2 separate regions of the Mus musculus genome follow, and region 1 is linked to region 2. A link is a contact called in public promoter capture Hi-C data. All regions are on one chromosome and are shown on one strand. Each heading gives the region's core, a stretch centred on a gene start, on an enhancer-like site or on the middle of the called end of the contact. The rest is flanking DNA. Distances are from core to core; before and after follow the strand shown.

What was found. Promoter capture Hi-C pulls out the DNA fragments that hold promoters and counts their contacts.
Region 1: a promoter capture Hi-C map of embryonic stem cells shows a contact between it and region 2, with 2.4 times the contacts expected there. The contact joins the promoter of Mrm2 here to the promoter of Uncx in region 2. A contact is called at or near these places in 2 of 39 promoter capture datasets (embryonic stem cells and hippocampal neurons) and 1 of 115 datasets of contacts at active chromatin or transcription factors (fetal liver).

What each region holds. Positions count from the first base shown.
Region 1 is chr5:140,330,625-140,335,027 of GRCm38.p6, reverse strand. It overlaps Mrm2 (mitochondrial rRNA methyltransferase 2), which reads left to right and starts at 3,130. Exons shown (of 3, transcript NM_026510.1): 1 at 3,130-3,175; 2 at 3,759-4,048. The coding sequence starts at 3,168. It overlaps Nudt1 (nudix (nucleoside diphosphate linked moiety X)-type motif 1), which reads right to left and starts at 3,168. Exons shown (of 5, transcript NM_008637.2): 1 at 3,073-3,168; 2 at 2,555-2,605; 3 at 409-573. The coding sequence starts at 560.
Region 2 is chr5:139,541,382-139,545,705 of GRCm38.p6, reverse strand. It overlaps Uncx (UNC homeobox), which reads right to left and starts at 1,808. Exons shown (of 3, transcript NM_013702.3): 1 at 1,427-1,808; 2 at 1,076-1,251. The coding sequence starts at 1,712.

The sequences.
Region 1 (4,403 bases), core at 1,881-4,380, 790 kb before region 2:
CAGAAAGACCCTTTAAGGAGGCTAGAGAGGTGGTTTAGCAGTTGAGAGCACTGGCTGCTCTCCCAGAGGACTGGGGTTCAATTCCCAGCACCTACATGGCAGTTCATACTGTCTATAATTCTAGTTCCAGTGGATCTAGGACCCTCATACAGACATTCATGTGGGCAAAGCACCAATGCATATTAAAAAAAAAAAAAAACCCAGACCCTTAAAGAAAATTTAAAAGCCAGGTATGCTGGCCTAGGCCTTTAATCCCAGCCCTCTAGAAGTAAAGGCAAGTAGATCTCCGCGAGTTCAAGGCCAGCATGGTCTACATAGCATCGGTCAGTCTTAAGGGTATATTTCCTACTCTCTTGGGCTTCATCCCCAGCTAGGCTGGCTCTGTGGTCAGACTTCCCTTCTTCTCACCTCTTAGCCCCATCCTCAATGGTCTCTCCTTCCTGCACCTTGCCCCCGAAGCCATTCCAGCGGCCAGCACCAAAGCCCCTCTTCTTCATGCCCAGGAGAACTCGCTGAGGCTGTAGCACTAGCACAAGGGTATAAAGCCTGGAGGTGCTCATGCTCTCCTGGGTCCTGTTAAGAGGATGGGAAAATGTGGTTTGATTGGTCTGTAGTCTGTTAGAGTATGCATCATATGAGTTCTGTTGTGGCCAGGTGGGAGGGAGATACATTCTGGGAGAGGTGGATGGTATGACCTGCTAAATACACAGTCACAGGATATACACCCTGTGGCTTAGCAGGGCATGTACAAATGTGCCTTTGAGGTCCCCTTTTCATTTATATTTTTATGCATGTATATAAGTATGTATGTATGTATGTATTTACAGTGCTGGGGAAAGAACTCAAAGCCTTGAGCATGCTAGGCTAATGCTCTCCCATTGAGCCATACCCCAGCCCCTCACTGGGGGATTCTAGGCAGGGGCTCTACTACTGAGCCATACTCCCAGTACTGAGCCATCTCTCCAGCCCCCAGACAAAGCGTCTTATTTTATTGTTTCCTAGGCCTCAACTGGCTAAGGCAGTATACAGAAACTGGGACCCTCCTAAGAGGCTGCAGTGTATAAGAAAAGGAACTTGAACAAGGGCTGGAGAGATGGCAGTGGTTAGGAGGACTAGCTGCTCTTGCAGAGGACTGTGGTTCCATTTCTAGCATCCACATGGTGGCTCACGACTGTCTAACTCTGTTCTGATGCCCTCTTCTGGCGTCTTTGGGTACCAGGCACACATATAGTATAAATGTTAACAAAACTCCTGTATTCCAGCTGGAGAGATGGCTGCTCAGTGGTTAAGAGCACTGGCTGCTCCTCCAGGGGCACCAAGTTCAATTCCCAGCAACCACATGGTGGCTTGCAATTGTCTGTAATTCTAGCTCCTGGGGATATGGCCCCCTACACAAACATACATGGAGGCAAAGCATCAATGAACATAAAAAATAAATATTTTTTAAAAGCTATACACCACCTCTGGATGGTTTTTTAAAATATTTATTTGTTTGTTTGTTTGTTTATTATATACACTGTAGCTGTCTTCAGACACTCCAGAAGAGGGCATCAGATCTCATTACGGATGGTTGTGAGCCACCATGTGGTTGCTGGGATTTGAACTCAGGACCTTTGGAAGAGCAGTCAGCGCTCCTAACCGCTGAGCCATCTCACCAGCCCCCCAAAATAAATATTTTTAAAACCCTATACGTTCTCGAATAAAAAAATCCAACAACCCTATATGTGCACAATATAAGTTAAAATTTAAAAACAGAATAAGAAGAAAGGGAAAGAAAAGGGACCCGGAAGCTTAGGCCTGGTGCTGAGGTAAGTCAGGAGAAGAAGTGGGCTTAGCATTGGCCTGTGTTCTGACTTGCCTGTGCCTGAGCCTCTGGCTTCCTGACTCAGCAAAGTCAGCCATCTCTTATTAAGCACCGGCTGTATACAGCTGTCTTTCATAGCCACAGGATATCCACAGGATATCTTTCATATCCACAGATACCAGGATACCTTACCCTTCCATGGATACTGGGATTAAAGTATGATGAAATCACTTCTTTGAAATGGCATATTTGCCTGTAACTTACAGACATCCTCCGGCCCACTTTACATGCAAACTATGTAAATTGTTTTCATGTAGGGAGTGATGACAAATGTCCTCACATTCCATACAGATGAGTGATTTGTTTTGCAAGGATTTTAAACGAGACAGAGTTGTGCCATGTTCTCCATTCTGGACTTAAACTCACAATCTTCCCGCTCAACCACCTGAGTGTAGAATGACAGGCGTGCACCAGCGTGCTCAGCTCCTTGTCTCAGTGAAATGAGCAGTGAGGACATAGATTGGAATCAGGTAGAATGGGTGTGGCTATGGCTCTGTTGATTGGCATTGCTTCAAACAGAGTCCCCATACTGTTTCCCTTTGCAATGGAAATGGGAGTGGGTGGGTAGGGGAGTGGGGGGGAGGGTATGAGGGACTTTTGGGATAGCATTGGAAATGTAAATGAGGAAAATACCTAATAAAAAAAGTAAAAAAAAAAAAAAAAAGACTAAGAACAGAGTTTAAGACTTACTTTCTTCGTTTCTGAGGCGAAAACTAGTGCTCCGAGGTCAAATGGCAGAGCCTAGAAGCAAACAAGGGTGTCCTGGTAGCTGTGATAGGTGGTAAATCGGATGTGTGTCAGGGAACTTTGGACAACCTTTGGTCTGAATTGAGGTCAAGTGTTGCAGGTGTTGGAGACAATGCACATGGAGTGCAGAGCCCAGAACCTGCCTGCAGGGGGCACTCTGCAAATGCCGTTCCCTAGCCTCCCCTCCCAGGGGCTATGGCCGGTACAGACAGGCTGCAAACTGCCCATGCATCAGCTTACCGCCCAGGTCCCCTCTCCCTCTCATTTCTGCTCCCTACTCTCTGTAGTTTCCCTGGTCTTCCCGACCTCAGGCCTGCCCAGTACCCCAGTTTTCCTGGTGGGTTTGAAGCTGCTCTCTAGTCCTTCTACCCCTTCTCTCCCCAGATTTTCCCTGGCACCCCACTCCCGACCTCCAGCGTCTCTCCCGCACCCAGATCTCATTCGCCCGGGACCATCCATACCTTCGCGCCCCAGCCAAAGTTTCCCGGGGCGGAGCCTCGCGTTGGAAGCGAGGGCGGGACTTCCGGCGGCGGGAGGAAACCACCAGCAAGCAGCAATGGCCGGGTGAGTGAGTTACGGCGTCTGCCTGCGCTAAAAGGACGTCTTTGCATACAGGAACGGAGTGGATGACAGTAGTAGGGAGCTCAGTGAATTGTGTTGCAGAGGGGTGCTGGCGACCTCCGTCCCGGGGAGCGGGACACGGGTGTACGATGTTTATTCATGTACAGACGTGAGTGAGTGAGGCTTGCAACATAGAAATAGGTGTATGGGCTCCGTGGATAAAGCTGTGCATTCGGGAGGATTGGGGTTCGGATCCCCAGAGCCTACAAAATACTGGACATGTGTGCTGACCAAATGTAACCCCAGTGCTGGGGAGGCAGAGAAAAGGGGTCCCTGGAGAAAGCTGGCGAGATAGACTGGCAGGTTGGCGACCTTACATCAATACATAAGGTAGAGAGCAAGCGAAGGGGACGTCCCTTCTCTACTTTGGACCCCCATACACAGGCAGACACATGTGCACATACATGCTAATACACATGCGTGCATGCATATCGCACATACATATGCAGAAACAAAAAGGTTGAACCAAGACTTTCTTGCCTCTCTGTGTAATGCCCACCCGCTAACTCTTTTTTCGTCATTTCAGGCATCTGAAGCTGGTAGGCGTTCCCCTTAAGGTTCGGAGGTTACACACAGCAGTGTGTCACTACAGGGGCCGGACCGGCGCTGAGCACCTGTGGCTCACGCGGCATCTAAAGGATCCGTTTGTGAAGGCCGCAAAGGTGGAGAGTTACCGCTGCCGCAGTGCCTTCAAACTCCTGGAGATGAATGAGAAGCATCAGATCCTGAGGCCCGGTCTCCGGGTGCTGGACTGCGGGGCAGCTCCGGGAGCCTGGAGTCAGGTGGCAGTGCAGCGCGTCAATGCCACAGGCGCAGGTGGGACCTGCTGGACTCCCAGCTCCTCTGACTACTGCTAGTGAGCAGCTCTTACCTAGAGACATTGTTTGAGGCTCTTTCTAAGTAGGTTTAGAGATGAGAGTTACAGAAATACGACACAGGCTGGGTACAGGACACAGCTGCTAAGTAAAGTCAGGCCCCGCAGGCCTACGAGGTGGAGGCAGGATTAGAAGTTCAGGGTCATCCCAGCTACATGGTATGTCTGTACTAGAGAAAAAAAAAAGGGCAGAGGTAGGGGGTTGGGAAGGGAGCACAGGGTGGTGGTGATGCTATGAAGATGGGTTAGTCAGCAGTGGTTCTCACTCTGGGCTGTGACCCACTGGCTTGGTGGTTG
Region 2 (4,324 bases), core at 559-3,058:
CAGCAGACCTGCTCCAAGGGAGCCTGGTTTGTGCAAAAGTCTCTGAGACTAAGCCAACACCCTGGGAAGCTTTCTCTTTTCTTTTTCAAAACTTTTTTTTTTTTTGGAGGGGTGCAATTTCCAGATTACTTCCTCATCAGAAATTTCTATCATATTAGAGGGGATATAAAAAAGATTCGGACTTCACTTAAGCCACAGAACAATTTGGAGAGAGGGATTTTTAAACAGATGAGAGCAGGCCAAAGCCCAGGACCCAAATATTTCAGGCAAAGCTATGGCGCTAAACTGGTATTTTGCCAGCGTCTGCCTCCACCCCAGGCACCCACTAATAACACAGACCCCAAGGTTTCTGTATTCTAGGAAAGCATCTATTATGCAGACATTAATTCTGGAATTTTATTACGCCAAATTAACGCTGCTTTTTTTTTTTTTTTAATGAATACTGCTTCCTGACTCCTCATGAAATCGAATAACGAAGAGGTTGGGGAGGGAGGAATTTAATGGAGAAGAATCTTAAATTCAGATGCCCTTTTTTTTAAGCCCCCTCTTTTCCAATGTGTTAACCGCGAAAGTTTCCACCTACTCTCCCACAAATGCACCCCCCCAGCGGCTGTTTGTAAGACGATGGATAAATGCATGTTTCTATCTTAATATTTCACAAGCCAGAAATAAAGCAACAGATCTGTCAGCTTCGAGGATGGGAGAAAGCCTCTGTCAAGAGCGCCCAGGCCAGGGCCCACTTTGTCCCCTCCTGGAGGGCTTTTCGAGCCTCGGCAGCCTTTCCAGACTGTGCGCCGCGGCCGCAGCCAACCTACACCCGGCTTCCCCGAATCGAACGCAGTCACTGCAGTGGCTACTGGGGCGCCACCAGGATCTCTCCCCAATCACCTCGGCACTCTCAAGTTACTCACCTCCAGATGGGAGAAGGGGTTCAACCCTCATAATCCCCACCATGGCCAGCAGCGCGGAGCCTGAAACCACCTCCCCGCCACTTAGAACAAAGGTGGCCCTGCCTCACCGCGCTCTGCACGCCTAGTGCGGGATCTCGGACTCCTTGGGCGACACCAATCTTTACCTGAACTCGGGACTCGACCAGGTCCAGGCGCAGCGCCAGCGCCTCGCGCATAAACACGTCCGGGTAGTGGCTCTCATTGAACGCCTTCTCCAGCTCCTCCAGCTGCCAGCCGGTAAAGTTGGTGCGGGTGCGTCTCCGTTTGCAGCCGGGGCTCTCCTTGTCTGGATCCCCCGAGTCTGCGGGCATGCACAGGACGCTGCAAGGCTCAGCCACCTGGCAGATGCTTGTCCCGCTTGCACCCACCTCGGGTGCGGGGTGCACGGAGGAGTGGGTCGCTATTCTCCGACGGCCTGGTGCACCCCACCCCGAGGCCCCCCGTTGTGTTTCCCCGTGTCCCCGCCTCCAGCCTACCTGCAAGCTTGAAGGGCTGGCTTTCGCCGGCCACCCCGCAGGCAGCCGGCAGCAGCGGCGTGGGGTTGACCACCGAGGCGGCGGCTGCAGCGCACGAGCCGCTGAGCAGGCCGTCGATGGAGAAGGGCACCGAGGCCGCGGCAGCGGCGGCGGCGGCCGACTGCAGCTGGTGACCGGCCAGCTCGTACACGTGGTGGTGGCCCAGCGGGTAGGGGAAGCCCACCACGCCGCCCAGCGAGCCCCCGAACTGGGCATGCGGGTGCTCCAGGAGGCGACCGTCCATCATCTCGCGCGCGGGGCTGGCGGGGCGCGGGGGCGCGGACGGCGGCGGGGACAGGGGCCCGGAGCCCTACACATGCTTCGGCCCGCGCTCCGCCGCTTTACTTTATCAACATCAAGCTCTCGATAATTAGCCGCGGCCCGGGGAATTTGGGACCAATAAGAAGCGCTAATCGGCTCTGACGTCAGAGGCGTGCTGGGTGCAAGGAAACGTTTTCCATATCGATTGCTAATTATACCTGACACGCACCTCCATAAACAGTATCAGGAGCTGTCACAACAAGACGGGGTGGGGAGGGAGGGGCACCGCCGCGCTCGGCCGGCCGGGGGCCCCCGGCGAGCCCCCCACTCCTGCTCCCCGCCGCTCCCGCCCCTCGCCTCCTTCTAATAGATTTCCCTTTAAAACATTCGCCGGCGTGTTGTGGGGATTTTTCACCAGAAATGCTGTACTCTCTGAACCTTTAAAGTGATGTTGCTCCAATTACAGAGAGACATTGAGCGGCAAATAGACTGATCCAATAATGGGAGATTCATCATCCGCTCTTTCCGAAACTGTCACATTGAATTTAAAACTACAAGGGCTTCTCTACCAGCGGCCTCTCCCGGGCTGCGGGCTGCCGCGAGCGGCGGAGGGAGGAGGAGGGGGAGGAAGAGAGGAGGAGAGGAAGGGGAGAGAAGTGTCCCGACGAACTGGAAGACCAAGGGGAAGAAAGAGGAGGAAGAACAAGCCCAGGAGGGAGGGGGAGAAAGGAAAGGTTTGGGGGAGGAGGAGTGCAGAAAGAGAAAGGGAGGAAGGAGAGGAAGTGGATGGAGAGGAGGAAAGGATGGAGGGGAGGGGAGAAGAAGAAAGGGAGGAGAATGGAGGAGGAAGGAGAAGAAGTAATGGGGGAGAAAGGAAGGAGAGAGGAGTGGAACCAGAAGCGATGGAAGGACAGAGAGAAGCGAGAAGAGGAGAAGAGAAAGCGGGGAGGATAAAGAGAAGGGAGAATGAAAACGGAGAGTGGAGAGAAGGGGAGGAAGGAGGGGAACAAGGCAGAAAAAGAGAAGAAAGGGAGGGAAGTGGGACTAGATGGACGGAGAGACCAGAATGAAAGGGGGAGGGGAGAAAGGGAGAGGAGAGGAGGGGAAGGGGGGGAGAGAAGAACCTCCAAACAGTGATCCAGCCAAATGCGGCCCCCACCTATAAGGAGTCTAACCCGACGCCCTCCTCCTTGATTGGCAGTTACCCCATCAATATAGACAGGGTGGTGGCAGCTGGGGCACCCTAACCCCACTTAACTCCCACACATATGGGTCCTGGATGCCAGCCCAGAGGAGGAGGGAGCATGGAAGGAGGAAGGACAATGGTAACTTCAGGATAGTGACCAATGGCCCACGCATCCCTTCAAATAAATAAATAAATAAATAAATAAATAAATAAATCTCCCTCTGAGTCAGCTCTGAAGAATGGGTTGGAGGCACTAACCCATCTATTATAATTAAATTATGTTCGCAGTGAGATGCCATTCCCTTCTCCACTGTAAAATATTGATAGTCTCAAAAACTAAATCATTAGGGGACATATCCTTAAATAAGCCGCAAGCACGGACTGTGAGCAGAGGTGGACGCAGCCAGGATGGATGGGGATGGAGGATGGGGATGGGGGATGAGGGATAGGGATGGGGGATGGGGGAGGGGGATGGGGGATGGGGATGGGGGATGGGGATGTATCCTTTGTAAAAGCAAGTTTGTCACTGGAGAGATGGCTTTTTGCTGACTCTAAATTTGTAGGCAAAGTACTCTGACCGCCTGCCCCAGAAGGAAGCCTGATCATCACAACCCCAGGGCACAGTGACAAGTTTGCTTTGGCAAAAGTAAGGCCTAAGCAGGAAGAAATGGGACAGGCCAGAATGGTGTGTGCCATGTCTCTCTCTCTCTCTCTCTCTCTCTCTCTCTCTCTCTCTCTCTCTCTCTCTCTCTCTGTGTGTGTGTGTGTGTGTGTGTGTGTGTGTGCCCTGACCCACTGAGCTGGCAGAGAGGGAACCAGACTGCCCTTGGGGTGGTTCCCCCAACACTCATGTCCGGGCCTGGACCCCAGCCGGACTACAATCGGGCCTCGCTTCTAATCTACAGTGACTGGACTACCAAATTGGACTTAATTACTCCCTCCCTCTGTCTCTGAAGGAGCGGGGAATGTACAGAGTTGGAGACAGGCCTGGAGGTGGGGGGACCCCTCTCCCCGTGACACTAGAAGGGCGCTGCAAGGGTTAATCCCGAGGTCAAGGGCCAAGAGCACTACTTTTCGCTATAATTTAATTTCTTTCGCTATAAATACTACACGTAAACGCTGCCCATCCGGCTCGATTTTGCCCGTGGCCACTGCCGCCTGCTTTTCTGTCGCACTCGCGATCTGGAATGCGCCCGGCGCGTGCTTCGGAATACAGAGCTGTGATCAATCCAGCCCGAGGGGAGGGCAGCAGAGGGGGCGGGCGCCGGCCCCGCTCCTCGCCCATCTCTCTTTATTATAATGAATTAATTCGACTTTATTTATCCCATTTTCTGGAGCTGACAGAATGTTAATTTGAGTTGAAATTTCGCTCGCCTCTCACTCTCTGACCCCTGGCCTTCAGATTGGCGTGT